2 separate regions of the Mus musculus genome follow, and region 2 is linked to region 1. A link is a contact called in public HiChIP or PLAC-seq data. All regions are on one chromosome and are shown on one strand. Each heading gives the region's core, a stretch centred on a gene start, on an enhancer-like site or on the middle of the called end of the contact. The rest is flanking DNA. Distances are from core to core; before and after follow the strand shown. Region 1 has its middle 8.9 kb from the start of Gm42184. Region 2 overlaps Gm30340 (a long non-coding RNA gene).

Evidence for each region. HiChIP or PLAC-seq counts read pairs in DNA pulled down with a chosen protein or histone mark.
Region 2: a contact with region 1 is called in an H3K27ac HiChIP or PLAC-seq map of neural progenitor cells, with 9 times the contacts expected there. The contact joins two enhancer-like sites. A contact is called at or near these places in 6 of 115 datasets of contacts at active chromatin or transcription factors (differentiating embryonic stem cells, embryonic basal ganglia, embryonic hindbrain and 3 more).

Annotation. Positions count from the first base shown.
Region 1 is chr3:16,850,535-16,857,439 of GRCm38.p6, forward strand. No RefSeq gene overlaps it. Among named protein-coding and RNA genes, the nearest start is that of Gm42184, 8.9 kb to the right of the region's middle. Within about 2 kb of position 3,702, at least 10 of the 459 cell types and tissues checked have an H3K27ac peak or open chromatin away from gene starts, as enhancers often do.
Region 2 is chr3:17,327,080-17,333,984 of GRCm38.p6, forward strand. Gm30340 (a long non-coding RNA gene) reads right to left here. Exons shown (of 7, transcript XR_880680.2): 6 at 6,176-6,261; 7 at 1-3,625. Among named protein-coding and RNA genes, the nearest start is that of Gm24963, 79 kb to the left of the region's middle. Within about 2 kb of position 3,537, at least 5 of the 459 cell types and tissues checked have an H3K27ac peak or open chromatin away from gene starts, as enhancers often do.

The sequences.
Region 1 (6,905 bases), core at 2,452-4,951:
TAGACATTAACAACAGAACCCATAGTAAAGGTCACCTACAGAAAGATATTGTAGCTTTTCCTTGCCTCTAAATTGTTATGGTACCTTTTCATTTTATATATATTTTTTAATCTGTAGGTAACAGTTTTGAGTATCAAAAAAAAATGGAACCTATGATTTCAGGCTCTAAGCCTTCTTAACTTTTGTTTATGTCACACATAGCCATCCTACTTATTAAGCTTCCAGAATTTCTTCATTAAATCAAGACGCACCTCTGCATGAGCATGGCGGAACCTACTGGAACTGCTCAGCATTTTAGGAAGGGTGTGCAAGGAAACCTGACTGTATTTATTCCAAAGCACAGATTTAACTTCGGCAATCAGTGAGGCCTCTAGGATGCTGTGAACCTTATCAGGCTATATACATAAGCGTAACATGTGTTTCCATTCAGGATAATATTGAAAAATTTTAAATTTGCATCCTACCTTAAATGTTGATGGCACAGACATCATTAACAATGGACCATGTGATATTTAGGTATTGTATTCACAAACTTTTAGGCCAGAGAGGATAAACTTTCCTGAATATGTGATTTTTCCCATCCAAGTTGTTCTATCCGCTAATATGTCTTATTTTTAATTTAGAAGTACATTCCATGTTGATTTTAAGCTGTCCTGCTTTGAATCGTTAACAGAAAAAAGAATGTGATTTTTAAATTGCCTTGTACGTCAGAAAACATTACCTTTGATAGTCAAGCTTCTGCTAAGAGGTGAAGATTGCACTTACTGATACCCACTCTTTTCAAGGCTGCCAAGATGGCTTCATTCCATAGAGTACTTCCTACCACAATAGAATGCAAAATATTTTTTAAATGAAACAAACATTTCAAATTTCATACAACATAAAAATTTCAAAATTAATGATTAAAAATCCATCATTATTATTGTATTACACAATATATCATTAAAAATGTCATTATTTTTTTTTACATTTGTTTTTATTATATATATATATATATATATATATATATATATATATATATATTTTAAAAATATTAGTGTGTGTTTCTTTGTATTGTGAATGTACCTTTTTGCTCCCAGAGACTAGAAGAGAGCCTTAGATACCCTCAAGCAAAAGTTACAGATGGATATGAGACACCCTACACAGGTGCTGAGAACAAAACTTAGGTGTTCTACAAGACCAGAAAACTTCTAAACCACTGAGCCATTTTGCAACTCCCAATCTAACATTAAAATGCTGTATTGCAGAATGTGTTATTTGTAGGTTATGACAAAGAACTTCTTTTTAAAAAGTTTTATTTATTATATGTAAGTACACTGTAGCTGTCTTCAGACACCACAGAAGAGGGCATCAGATCTCATTACATATGGCTATGAGCCACCATGTGGTTGCTGGGATTTTGAACTCAGGACATTCCAAAGAGCAGTCAGTGATCTTAACTGCTGAGCCATCTCTCCAGCCCAATAAAGAACTTCATTTATTTGTGATTCTCTTCTGTACTTCAAACCTGCACCCATATGAAGAAATTACAAGTTGTAATTATCTTTTAGGACTCAACATGCAGCAATCCATTCAAGCACAATGTAGAATAATATATCTGCTGAACTTCAGAAATAGTTGACTTTGGTTTTGATAGTTAAGTTTTTGGTAACGTTTAGATTTTACAAAGCACACTTGAACAATATCATGGGAACATCTGAATCATCTATTTGATTAAAGAAAGCAGGAGGAGCTTATGAAGACATGCAAGCACTGTGTCTCAGTGCTTGCTCTATGTCACCAGCTTGGCAAATGAGCTCCACAGATAGTGAGAAACAGTAATACTGGAAGCCAAAATCATGATGGCTAGACCACTCATTGTGGGATTCTTAAACATACTAGGGTTCTTCCCTCTGAGAGTGTGGAAACCTTTGCTATCCTTTCATTCTGCATCCTTAGGGCCATTTGAAGCATCTGGTTGTCTGGTTGGGGATAAAGAGATGATTCAGCAGTGAAGAGCACTAGCTCCCAGAAGACTTGGGCTTGATTCCCAGCACTGGCATGGCACCTAACAATTGTATGAAACTACAGTTCCAAGAGATGAGATGCCATTCTGTCTTCCACGTGCACTAGACACAATTGCTATACACATAGACTTGCAGGAAAAACACTCATATATATTAAAAACATTTATGGTTTTGAGCCTAGTCAGTGGAACCATGAATGCCTGGCTTTTACTTCTATAGAAAGAATCATAGTCCATGCTCATCAGACAGATGAGAACGCAGTTATATCTGTTTTAGTTCCTCTGTTTTTTAAGTGAATGGGTTTATTCACTGGAAAAAATATACTCAAATGAATGTTACCAATAGTCATTTTTCCAGGATGACTGATCATGTCCATGGAGTCTTTCTGTTGCACTTTCAATACGTACAGAAACAGTGGCTGCCTGCCATTTAGTTTCTGCTACACCCATGTAGGGAGACACAGAATGTTTCAACCCTTCGATTGTGACAGGTGATGCATCTGATTATTTGCTGATGGTGATTTGGAATATTGATGCTTTAGAAAAATAACTCTGTTGAAGAGGCAATCTGCACAGCTCGCAAACCACACAAAGAGCATTGATATAAATAAAGTGTCAACCGGGTGCTGCAGCTTTGTGTAGTATCATTTTCAAATTTTCCTTTTTGAATTATTAAATAGACCATGTCAGAACAACTCTGATTATTATCCAATCCATATGCTTCAACACCAACCTTTTATGTAATATCAGGTGACTGCAGTGATCAATTGAGCCAATCATGACTGCTCTCAATGTAGTAAGGATTCAAGTACTTCACAGCCCTTGCAGCCTCTTGTGCAGATATGCAAACACCTGCTGCACTTCCTAGAGGGAAGGCCACCCCTCTCACTGCCTTTAGAAATCTGTGCATGCTGTGAATGTATATTTAATTCCTTATCATATAATTTAGGTATAAGCATGTCTATGCACTATAAAGCCTATTTATGTATGTTTTATATATAACATTATTATCCAGCTAGACCTCTCTACACACCAGAATTGTGTTCCTAACTTATATAGTAAATAAAGTATATTAGAGAGTATTTCTGAAAATTCTTGTATGAAAAACAAAATTCTGTCTTTTTTTCTTTAACAATTACAGTATCTACTGGCAACAGTGACTGATATACAGGCATGTAGCCACATGTCATTTATAAACTGTGATAAAATGATAATCTCTCGCCTATACTAATAAACAGTTTATCTAGATAAATAACTCTCAGAATAAATACTGTAGATGCCTTTAGGGTTTTAGACATTTAATTAAAATGGAAAAAAATTATTCACTCTCAGCTTTTAGATTTTAATATTTTTTGAAAAGAGAATTCTTTAGTCTGAAAACGCATTTCTGACATTCTCTAGGAATAAATGTGAAATGTTAATTTCCTTTCCCCCCATGAAAATGAGGCTAAAAATGTCTAGTATAGAAATCAGAAGACAAAATGGTTTCCTCTGCATGCCTTCCTGTTCCCTTGGGTGCCATCCCCCAGAGCCAGGGTATCAGAGCAGGAATTGGGGGTCCCTGCTCTGATAATTGCCAGTGACTGGAGGGAGCAATCCTCCTCCCACACTCTCGCCATCCTCCTCCTGTGGTGCAATAATTTACAGTGAAGGTCGAATCAAAGGGCTTTCTTTATTTTGCCTGTGTGATTTTGATGTTGGACACAGGGAGGCAGGGCAAAGCAATGGCAGAGAGCAGGCAAAGGAAAAACCCAGCAGCTGCCCAGGACACACATGCACACTCCCTCCCAGAAGAAAATGCATGGAGCTTCAGAACTGCCTACTTAACCGCAAGCATTCATTTCGATACGAGAGACACATGAGATCATGGCTCCTTATTTTGATTTTGGTCCCTTTAAAGTTATTTCAGGTTTTTGAGCCAATTTTTCTCGTCATCAGTTTTCTGTAATCAGCTTGGTTTCTTTGAGTGCAAAGATTACACACTACATATATATGCTGTGTATTCTATTGTTGAATTCTTGTCTATTCAATCAGAATCAGGATATTCTTTAAAGGCAGAAAAAAGATTTAAAAACAATTCCACATATTGTATTGTAAAGCAGTGGTGGTATAGTGTGCTGAAGTATTCCCTAGCACACTTGTCCACAAGTTGATTCTATGTGACATATTCACAAAGCGTGCCATGGTTCATGAAATGCAAGTGCTTTAGGGTTTCTTCTAGCCTTTTTCTGTATTTTTAAAATTCCAAAACACATTCAGTGTTCCTGTAACATGGTCCTTTCATTCGCTTTATTGTGCTGCACTCTTGAGAGAGATAAAAAAATTCTAAAAACTTAGAAAAATAATAAGGAAGCAGTTAGATTTCTAAAGTCACTTTCAGTTCCTTGGAAATTTTATTTTCCTCTGTGATGGCACTTTTAGCTCTAGAAAATGGGCTGTGTTCTAATGAAATCATGATGATGGGACCTAGCAGGTATGGTTTGTGTAGTAGTGCCATAGATCTGGAACAATAATGGTAGTCAAATGGGAAAATATGAAATTGTATGTTGATGGCACAAATGGGGTCAGAAATTCATTATTTGTGTTTCTGTACATACACACCTATGTCTTCTTTCACAGTACCTGGAGATTTGTATAACGGTGATAATCAGAATAAAAATATAACTCTTGTAATTTCAAGTGAAACCGTCTTAGGCAGCCTCTTGTTAATAACACAGGTTAATAAGCACATTGCTTGTTTGTCTTTTCCTTTAGGTACATTTTAGCTAGCAGTGTTGGTGAATACTAGCTCAGAGAGGTGCATTCCAGCATTTCAAGACTGTTGTCATGGGGAAAAACCAGGAAGGGAGAATCTATCTATATATATTCCTCTTGGGCAATGGAAATCAGCGCAAATGATTCCATACTCTTTCATCTGTCTCCCCTCCCCCAGTCGTCTGATCACATTATTCACACAAAGAACCAATGAGCCATTTGCCATTACCTTAAAGTCCTATATTAATGAGACTGCTACAGTTTTTAATCATTTCAGTTAAGCCTTGAATATTTCTGTTTTCTAATAATATCAGGCATCCATTTAAAATGAAAACAAGTGTTTTATTATCTTGCCTTAGAAAATAGCAAATAAAATATTGAATTTTCTTATAGTAAAGTTATCAAATATTCTGAAGAAAACATCTGATTCGTATGAAGTTAATCTTATCTCCGAAAACATGTGCTTATAATATGTGTCCCAGACAGGCACCTAAGGGGATAATGGCCCAAGCATTTTGGGTTTTCTTTTTTTTTTTTTTTTTTTTGCAGATTTTTTGGTTAGAAATAAAGACATACACAAAAAATGTTGTAACCTAATCTTCACACAGTACTGAATGTTGTATTTTAGAAACAGAATCAAGAATACCTAGTGGGTTTTCTTTGACATTTTTTCCTTACCAAATAGTGGGAAATCTTTTATCTTGGACTGTCTGCAGTGTGCAAAAGGAAAGTACTGTACTGACATATATTAGAATTTTGGATCTTTTTAAAGCTCACTCCCAATATTTGGGAGTTTGAATTTCAAAATGCTATAATTATATTTCATTTGCTGACAGGCAAGGTCAGTCTTAATCAGTTGCGTTTACACTGACGGAGCCTAGAATCAAGGTGCTGTATGTGAAGCCTGGGGTTTTAGGCCAGTTCTTCACTCTCACTGTCAGATGGATCTCCCAGTCCCTCCTAACAGAGAGCACAGGGTTTCCCCAGCTCTGGTGCTGAGCTGTGCCTTTATCTACATACAGATGTCCTCTTTCCTGAAAACATTTCAATTTGCATCTTTCTCCTTACGATAGTGATGATTTCTGTACAATCTGTCAACAAACCATTAGATCTTGTGAGAGTTCCAAAGTGTAAATTCCTGGGAAGCTCTGGCCTATGTGGTGTGGTCCTCCTTAGCAAAAAAAAAAAAAAATCATCTTTCCACAGTACTTGTTAGACATTTTATTTAGGTATCCATTTTTTTTTATTATTAAAAAGAGATAACAACCAAATTTAAGGAGCCAGAATGAAACTTGAAATCATCACACTGAATTGAAAAGTCTGTTTTGCACAAAATATAACATTTTTACTTTTATTTTTATTAAATACAGACAAAGTGAATTCCCTTTTTTTCTTTTCTTTTTTTCCTAGCTAAATATATGTTCAATTTAATATCAACGTAAATAGTAAAAAGTAATCATTCCCAATCGCTTTCGATGATTTCCCTTTATTTTTTCAAGTATCTTCTTTCTCAATATTAAGCACATCTGTTCTCCTTTTCTTCCAATTTGGCTTATTTTCTTCCAATTTGGCTTATTTTTAAGGTCTGTGAAATGGAGTTTAGCATTATACCGAGAAGATATTCAAAAGTCATTCTGCTATACAATGGACAATAAATGATTTTCCTTACTCACTAGTTCCTCCCTTACTGCTAACCAGCAAAAGGAGTTTGAGTTACTGCTTGATTCTTCTTGCCGGTTTGCTTACCCTAAATTTTCCTTTCTTTACACATGAAGAAGCAAATACTGTCCCTGTCAAATGATAAATGAGGCAGAATTGGTGACGTGTGTGTTTGTCAACATAAGCAAGATCAAATGATTGCTCAGCAGGAGGAAGCCACGGGAAATCCAATAGTTTTTTTTTACTAATTAGAAAATAATAATAATGTCTCTGTAATGATTATCTTGTATTGGGTTGTGGCCTTTTATTAGACATACTCCACGATTATAACCTAACAGTTTGAAGACAAGCTAGTGATTTCAGTAGAAACCCTGGACTTAGAGCATTTCTGAAAAACATTTGGAAGCATCTTGCTCTCTATTACTGGAGCAATTGAAAATGGAAACTCGACCATAGTTTTTGCATTCCTTTTTGAATATAGCCCATG
Region 2 (6,905 bases), core at 2,287-4,786, 480 kb after region 1:
GGCTAATTGCTTGATTACCAGCCTGAAACAAAATGGAGGTGAGGCCTTTTAAAAGCAGCCCAGGTGGCATATCATAGAGAAGTAGAAAATTTATCAGGAGGAAAAAACATTTCTTACAGAAACTGTAACATCTGACGAGAAAAAGATTATAGGTAATGCAATACCCATGGATTACATTATATTCATAAAGCTGTGGCTAGATATGATAAAGAGGAACAAAGTACATGTTGAAAGAGAACTATTCTAGGTTAGCAACAGTTAAATAATAATAATAAAAAAAAAACAGAAAAGGAAAACGAATTTAATCTGAAAAGTAACCTTTCAAATGAACACTTAAATTGGAAAACACCATGGGTAAGAAATAGACCACAGCATTTAATTTGGCCTGGCTAGTTGGAAGCCTATATTTACTGTACTATAATTTCAAATTTAATTAAGTTGCACTGCTGACGCCAGTAGCATCAACACAGTAAAGATGATTAATTGCATGCGTAAATGAAATATAAACAGCTCAGGAAGCAACATTAATGCCGAACCTTGCACACAGAAATGGTATGATCGATTTAAGTGTAAGCGCCTACCTGCGTCTTTGAGACACTTGCCAAAATTGGGATAACGGTCCTGCGATGAAATATAATCACTGTACCAAAATATAACCTTTTACGGGTCATTATTTTCCAAAGACATGTGCCCAAGCTCCCCTTTCCTCTCCTCCCTACACCTCAAGCCCCAGCTTAATTTGTTATCTGCTAGGAGACTTCTCAGACAATTTGCATTGTCATCATATGAACTGGCTACTGGTACACAAACATGAACTGACACACTGCTATGGAGGGACAGGGCTGTCACAACAAGGCAGCTGGACTGTTATATATTCACTTTGCTCCCATTGTACTTCCATTCACAGCAGCGCTAGGACAAAGGGCCTGACAGAGCTAACCACGGATTGTCACCTTGATTTGTCCGGGATAGCAGATATGCAGAAATAAATTATATTTTCCTGCTTATGAACATAACATGGAAGCAAATAAGCTTGCAAACAGCTCTTCCAAGTAGTAATACCAAAGAAACATCTCCTGTTTCAGAGCTACTACATGCTGCCTTACCAAGGATATGAAGAAAAGCTGGAAGAACACAGAAAGGGTCTCCAATATTTTATGTCTAACATGGCAAAACAAATTCTCCGGTTGTGAAATTTGTGACTGATATTTCGCTAAGCTTTGATTGGTGATGAAAGGGAATACAACTGTATAAAATGTAAACTTACCCCTCCTAGAAGATGCCATGTAAAACCTAGCAAATGCACCTGATGTCCTCCCCCACCCATAGGAAATACATACTGTATTGAAATAATTCTTTAAAAAATAAAATAAATGACATTATTCAATGTTGAATTGTTTCTCAATAAAATAAATCTTATGTTATTTAAAATTTACTAAATGTTAAAATGCTATGCCTGAAAGTGGCAAATATAGTCGGCTGCAAATGAGAAATTTTACAGGGTAATGTTTTTATGCCAGTGTTTAATTTACTACTTTATTGACAAGGTGTTTGTGGGCCTTTGAGATGAGACAGGTTTAATATCTACATGTAGATAAATGAAGCAGACAAGGTCGGAAAATGGTTTTCTGCCAGCTTTCTGAGGAAAAACAGAACATTTCTCCCTGCAACAAGGCTAAAAATATGTCACCTTATAAAATAGGAATCATTGCAAACCTGATAAAGATCAAAAGCACAGAAGCCTTATCAATTCTTTCCATTTTCACAGACAATGCCACAGGCTTGCTGATCCTTCAAAGGACACATTTTCACAGCCTCACATTTAAAAACTTTCCAAGAGTTATACCATTACCTACAGCTCATTTCATTATTATTTCTAATGCTATCCCAACAGGATTTGCTAGGAACTTGCACAAAGAAACACCTAAAAATACATCCCATTTGCTCTTTTACAAAAGAAATAAATGATGAGATACGGCCAATCTGAACATGTTACGTTTTAGATGATGACTTGCATTCTTTTGCCGAGAATACTATATTGAAAACAATCACATGAAAACTTACTATATTTCTTTCAAATGACCTATTCATTTTGAATTTTTCCTTGTTCTTTTCTGTTTTGTACTGCACAGAACATACAGATTCTGTCCACAAAGCCACACTTAATAGCCAGTGTTTTAAACAGTGACTAGCACAAACCAAGATGATACATGGAATTGGGTGGTGCATATGAAGACAATGTAAAGCACTTCCCTATAATGAAATGCAAATGCCACTCGATCAAAGGTTTACACTCTCACAATGAAAGATGCACTCAAAATTAAACCTATGCTTTAAGAGGATAAGAAAAAAAAAAAAAACTGAATAACTTGCTGTAAATATACTCAGGGAAAAAAATCTAAATGAACACAAATTGTTATTTATTACTGTCCAAGAGAAAAAAAATGGTACAGATGTGGCTTTCCTCAGAATTCTATGCAGCCAACCGTAAGAGCTCCGTGCCCGTGCACCTGACTGCAGCAGCAGAACCCGAACTTGATGGTTACAGGGGATGACAGAAAGGGAACATTGAAAGTGCTATTATGCAGTTTACAAGGGAAAGGCTTCAACACATTTCAGCTTCCTCTGGTTATCATAGATGGGTCTCTTATGCTCTCTCTCTCTCTCTCTCTCTCTCTCTCTCTCTCATCTTTCATGTGTATGCTTATTAGTTGTGCATAGTTTTAATTTTGAGACTTGATTTGTCTTTGGTGGCCACCATCTCTTAACACCCTGCATCTTTTAGGATTTCACATCATTTGACAGATTTTCAGTCTGCTTTGTGGTTGTAAATAAAATTCATAAATATTGGATTCATGTACATGGTCCTCTTTGGAAAAAAAAGGGGGGGACATTATCCCACTTCATCTCTGTACTTTAATCATATGTTCCGAGACCACATTTTATATTACTAAGTTATTTTTTTCTTGATTAAAAGTAGCAATGTGTTCAGTTTAAGGCTTTTGTCATTTCAAGAACTAAAATGGTTTTCAGTAGAAACATTCCTGTTTTAAACTATATAGTATGCATATTCTTCACAGCTGAATGTGTCACATAAAGATGATTCTAGAAATAGAAGTTATTTGCAATTATTTTATACAATGTACAAATTAGAGTTCTATGTTCATAGTGTCTATACTCATTGAAGAGGGAAGGAAATGGAATGATTTAAAATTCCCAAAACATGTTATATCATATCAAAACACAGACCACAATAGTTATGATAAAGAAAATAGTGATTTTTTTTTAAAAAGTATTTTGTGGAGGACCGAAAATATAAGATTTTTATTCCAGGGAAGAAAGCCACAATTGTTCAACTCTTCTCCCTGGTATGTTCCTGTTCTGTGTCCAAATGTTCCTATAAAGCATTTCTGAGACCAGGATTGCTGCTTGGCATTGTCTTAAACTTTCCTTGAATTTAAGAGCGATGTAAGCCATGCTGCCTTGCTCCTGATATATTGGTGAGTAGGCCTTCGAAGATTCTATTTTCCACACCGGGTCAAGACTGCTGACAAGGGATTAATCAGCTGCTCCTCCTAAGCCATGAATCAGAACAATTGCTGTCAGGTTCCTGTGGTACAAATGCCTGGGAAGAGAAGAGTTGGGAAATGAAAGAATGTATCAGGAATGTAGAAACAAAAAGTGCCAGAGAATAAGAGAAGCTAGCTGAATCTACAATTTGGCTACCTGTGATTTGATCTGGTTCAGTCACGAAATTAAATAGATGAAATAAATGTTGAACTAAATGCTTTCGAGGATCCACCCTATTCCTCTGAGATCACTGTCTTATATCACTTGTGACATTTTATAAAGAAAGCTTTCTGCCCATTTACTCTCTTTTGGTTGGCACTGGCTCTGTTCAGGTACACATTGAAACATGTCTATTGGCTGAGGTTTAAATTCAGGGAAGTCTGGGCAAAATGTGTGCTTCTCTTCTGTACAGCTACTGCAGAGCCAACATTGTATTTAACCTCTCTGTATATGTTTGCATTATAGAATTGGAAAATGCTGAGTGAAAATGCATTGAGTGGAAATGAAAACCCACATTCTTAGATTGTAACAGGATTCTTTGTGTAGGAAGATATACTTACATTGAAATGGCCTTTCTGTAAGTGAGATTGTCTATGATGACATGAAAACGCATGCAGACTAATATCACATTTGTAGAAACAACTGTGTCTAGATTTTCAGATAATAGTGAGGAAAATAACAAAGAATTCTTTTTCTTGAGCATCATATATCATATGCAGATAGGTATTTCTGATTTTGATCTTCAGAATATGGTATTTATAGGAAGGCAAGTATTAGGACTGTGATTTAAAATAATGGGGAATATAGAACAAAGGTGATTAATAATTGTGCCATGAAAATTAAATCATTTTGTATTAGAGAAACGGGAATATAAAGGAAAGTTTTCAAAATAAAGCCTTTTTTATTAAAAATAAAAATATTCAATGTTAATACATTTTAAATACTGTAGAAAACAACTCTTTCACAATTAAAAATAAATAGCAATTTTATGCTGATATATTTTAGTAGAATAATTTGCTTTTCGAAATTTTAAGAATAAAATTATATCCATATTTCTGTCATAATGTAAAAATGGTCATTTATAAATTTTGGCTATGCACTGTGGTTTGTTGTTACAGATGAGTAACTGAAAGTAATAAATGTATTTTAATGTTTCACAATGATGTCGTATGTGTATATAGTTTATAAAGAAGTATAAAATATTAAAATTAGGAATAAATACGAACAAAAGATATGAGTAATAAAGCCTTTCTATATGCATCAAGATTGTATTTTATTCTGGGCATATATTTAGTGCAAACTGTGAGCAATAAATGCGTGCTGTTTTTAAAACACAGCACAAAATTAGTGTGTTAAGAGCTACTCTACAAAAATAGTGCTTTATATAAAAATAGTATTAGTAAGCATGCATTAGTAAGCATTGGGTCTTATCATTTTAAGTGAAGAGTTTGGTATATCTATATTACGAGTAAAGAAATTCGAGTTACTAGAGAATGATATATAGTATGCACCATATTTCACAAGAATGCCTCTTCTCCTAAAGTATTTACCCTGTGTCTTCAAAATGTTATTGAGAAATAAGTGTACAGCTACTGGTACCTTCCTTAAATGCACTGAAAACGTAGAAATGCATTTGATTACATAGTGTAAGAACTGATATTAAAATTATCTATGGCTCGAATGAAAAAAAAACCTTTACTTGACAGATAAAAAGAAAACCTGAAAAATCTTGTAAAACAGATTGGCATGCAAAGTGCTTAGTGGAAGCACTATTTTTAGAAATAGATGAGTTATTTTTATCCACATGCAAAGATTAATGCATCTTATAATTGATGAAATATTTGATTAAAAATAATTGCATGTAGAGTGAGTCAAAATGACTGTTTAGCACAGTTCTGACAATGATTTATAATGTGCTTGGCAAAGTTGTGCAAAGCAGTGCGTGTAAGTAACCTGTAAACGGTTACAAAGAGAGGATTTAATATATCCTGTTTATTGATAATATTTTATATAAGTAGAAGCAATGAGAAAGCATTTCTAGTAAGGTGCTAAGAGTATACCTGAACTTAATAATGTATTTGTTTAGCATTTTCTAAATTTATTCTATTTTTAACAGTGCAGTTTTGTTACTGTTCTTCATAGAACAGGAATCCTTTTTTTTTTTGATGCTACTGTCCTACCACTTAGGCAAGAAGAAGAGCATTTCAAGGCAAGTTGTGCATGAAACTCCCTGTCCTTATTTTTATGTTTTATCTTTATTTTTTAAAGAGGATATTTGCATATCCACAATTAAATAATATTTGTTTTCTAATTGCAAATGATTTAGTACAAAATGGTAACTGATGAAAATGCACATGTCAAATCTCATACACACACACACACACACACATATACACACACACATTTAAAGCTTAATGTGCCTGAACGTAATTTCTGCAAAACAAAGTAAACTACTACAGATGATGTGCAGAGATGCTCACATGCAGAGGTGCTCACATGGAGAGGTGCTCCCACAGGACAGAGCAAGGGGGAGACTGAAAGGCAGGACTGGCACTGAATACCCTTCCCTGTCTGAAAGGAAGGAAGTCATGGATGTGATTCCTACCTTTCTCTTCAGAAAGGAAGAATGAGGACATCAAAGCCACGTTCAGGCCATACAGTCTGGTTAATATTTTCTCAATCATAGTGGACCTTTAGGCAAAGAAATAACAATCTCTCCTTACTATTAAAGAACAAAATTAGTATTTTTAACTTGCTGAGTAAGTATGCACAACTGAATTTCACACCTGATTAATTTACTTTTTTTGCACCAATATTTCATCATTCTGCAACAATATCTCCTCTGTTTTCTACATATAATTTGCAAAGAAGTTTTTCAGTAATATATAAACATGTTCTAAGCACTATTATTTTGAATTCCATATATATATAAAAGCATGCATGGCAACTGTCTATTTTCTTTTTTTACATTTATTTCACTAGAATGTAAATTTAACCGGAACAAAAGAGATTTTGGAAAACAGATTTGAAAACATCTCTGTGGCTCTATCATTTTTATTATACTATTCATTATTTAAAACATTCAATTTAAATATATTTTGATCATATTCTCCTAACCAAGTCATTCTAGATTCTCTTTGTCACTACCAACCCAGCTTGATTTTTTTTCAAAAAATAACCAAAAACCCAGTGCATCAACAAAATATCATAAAAGCAAGAAAACAATTAACATAGCACCCAGAAAGAAAGAAAAAGGCTTTAATAAAATAAAAGCACACACATACATGCACACACACACATGCAAACACACACACATAAATAAACAACAACAAAAT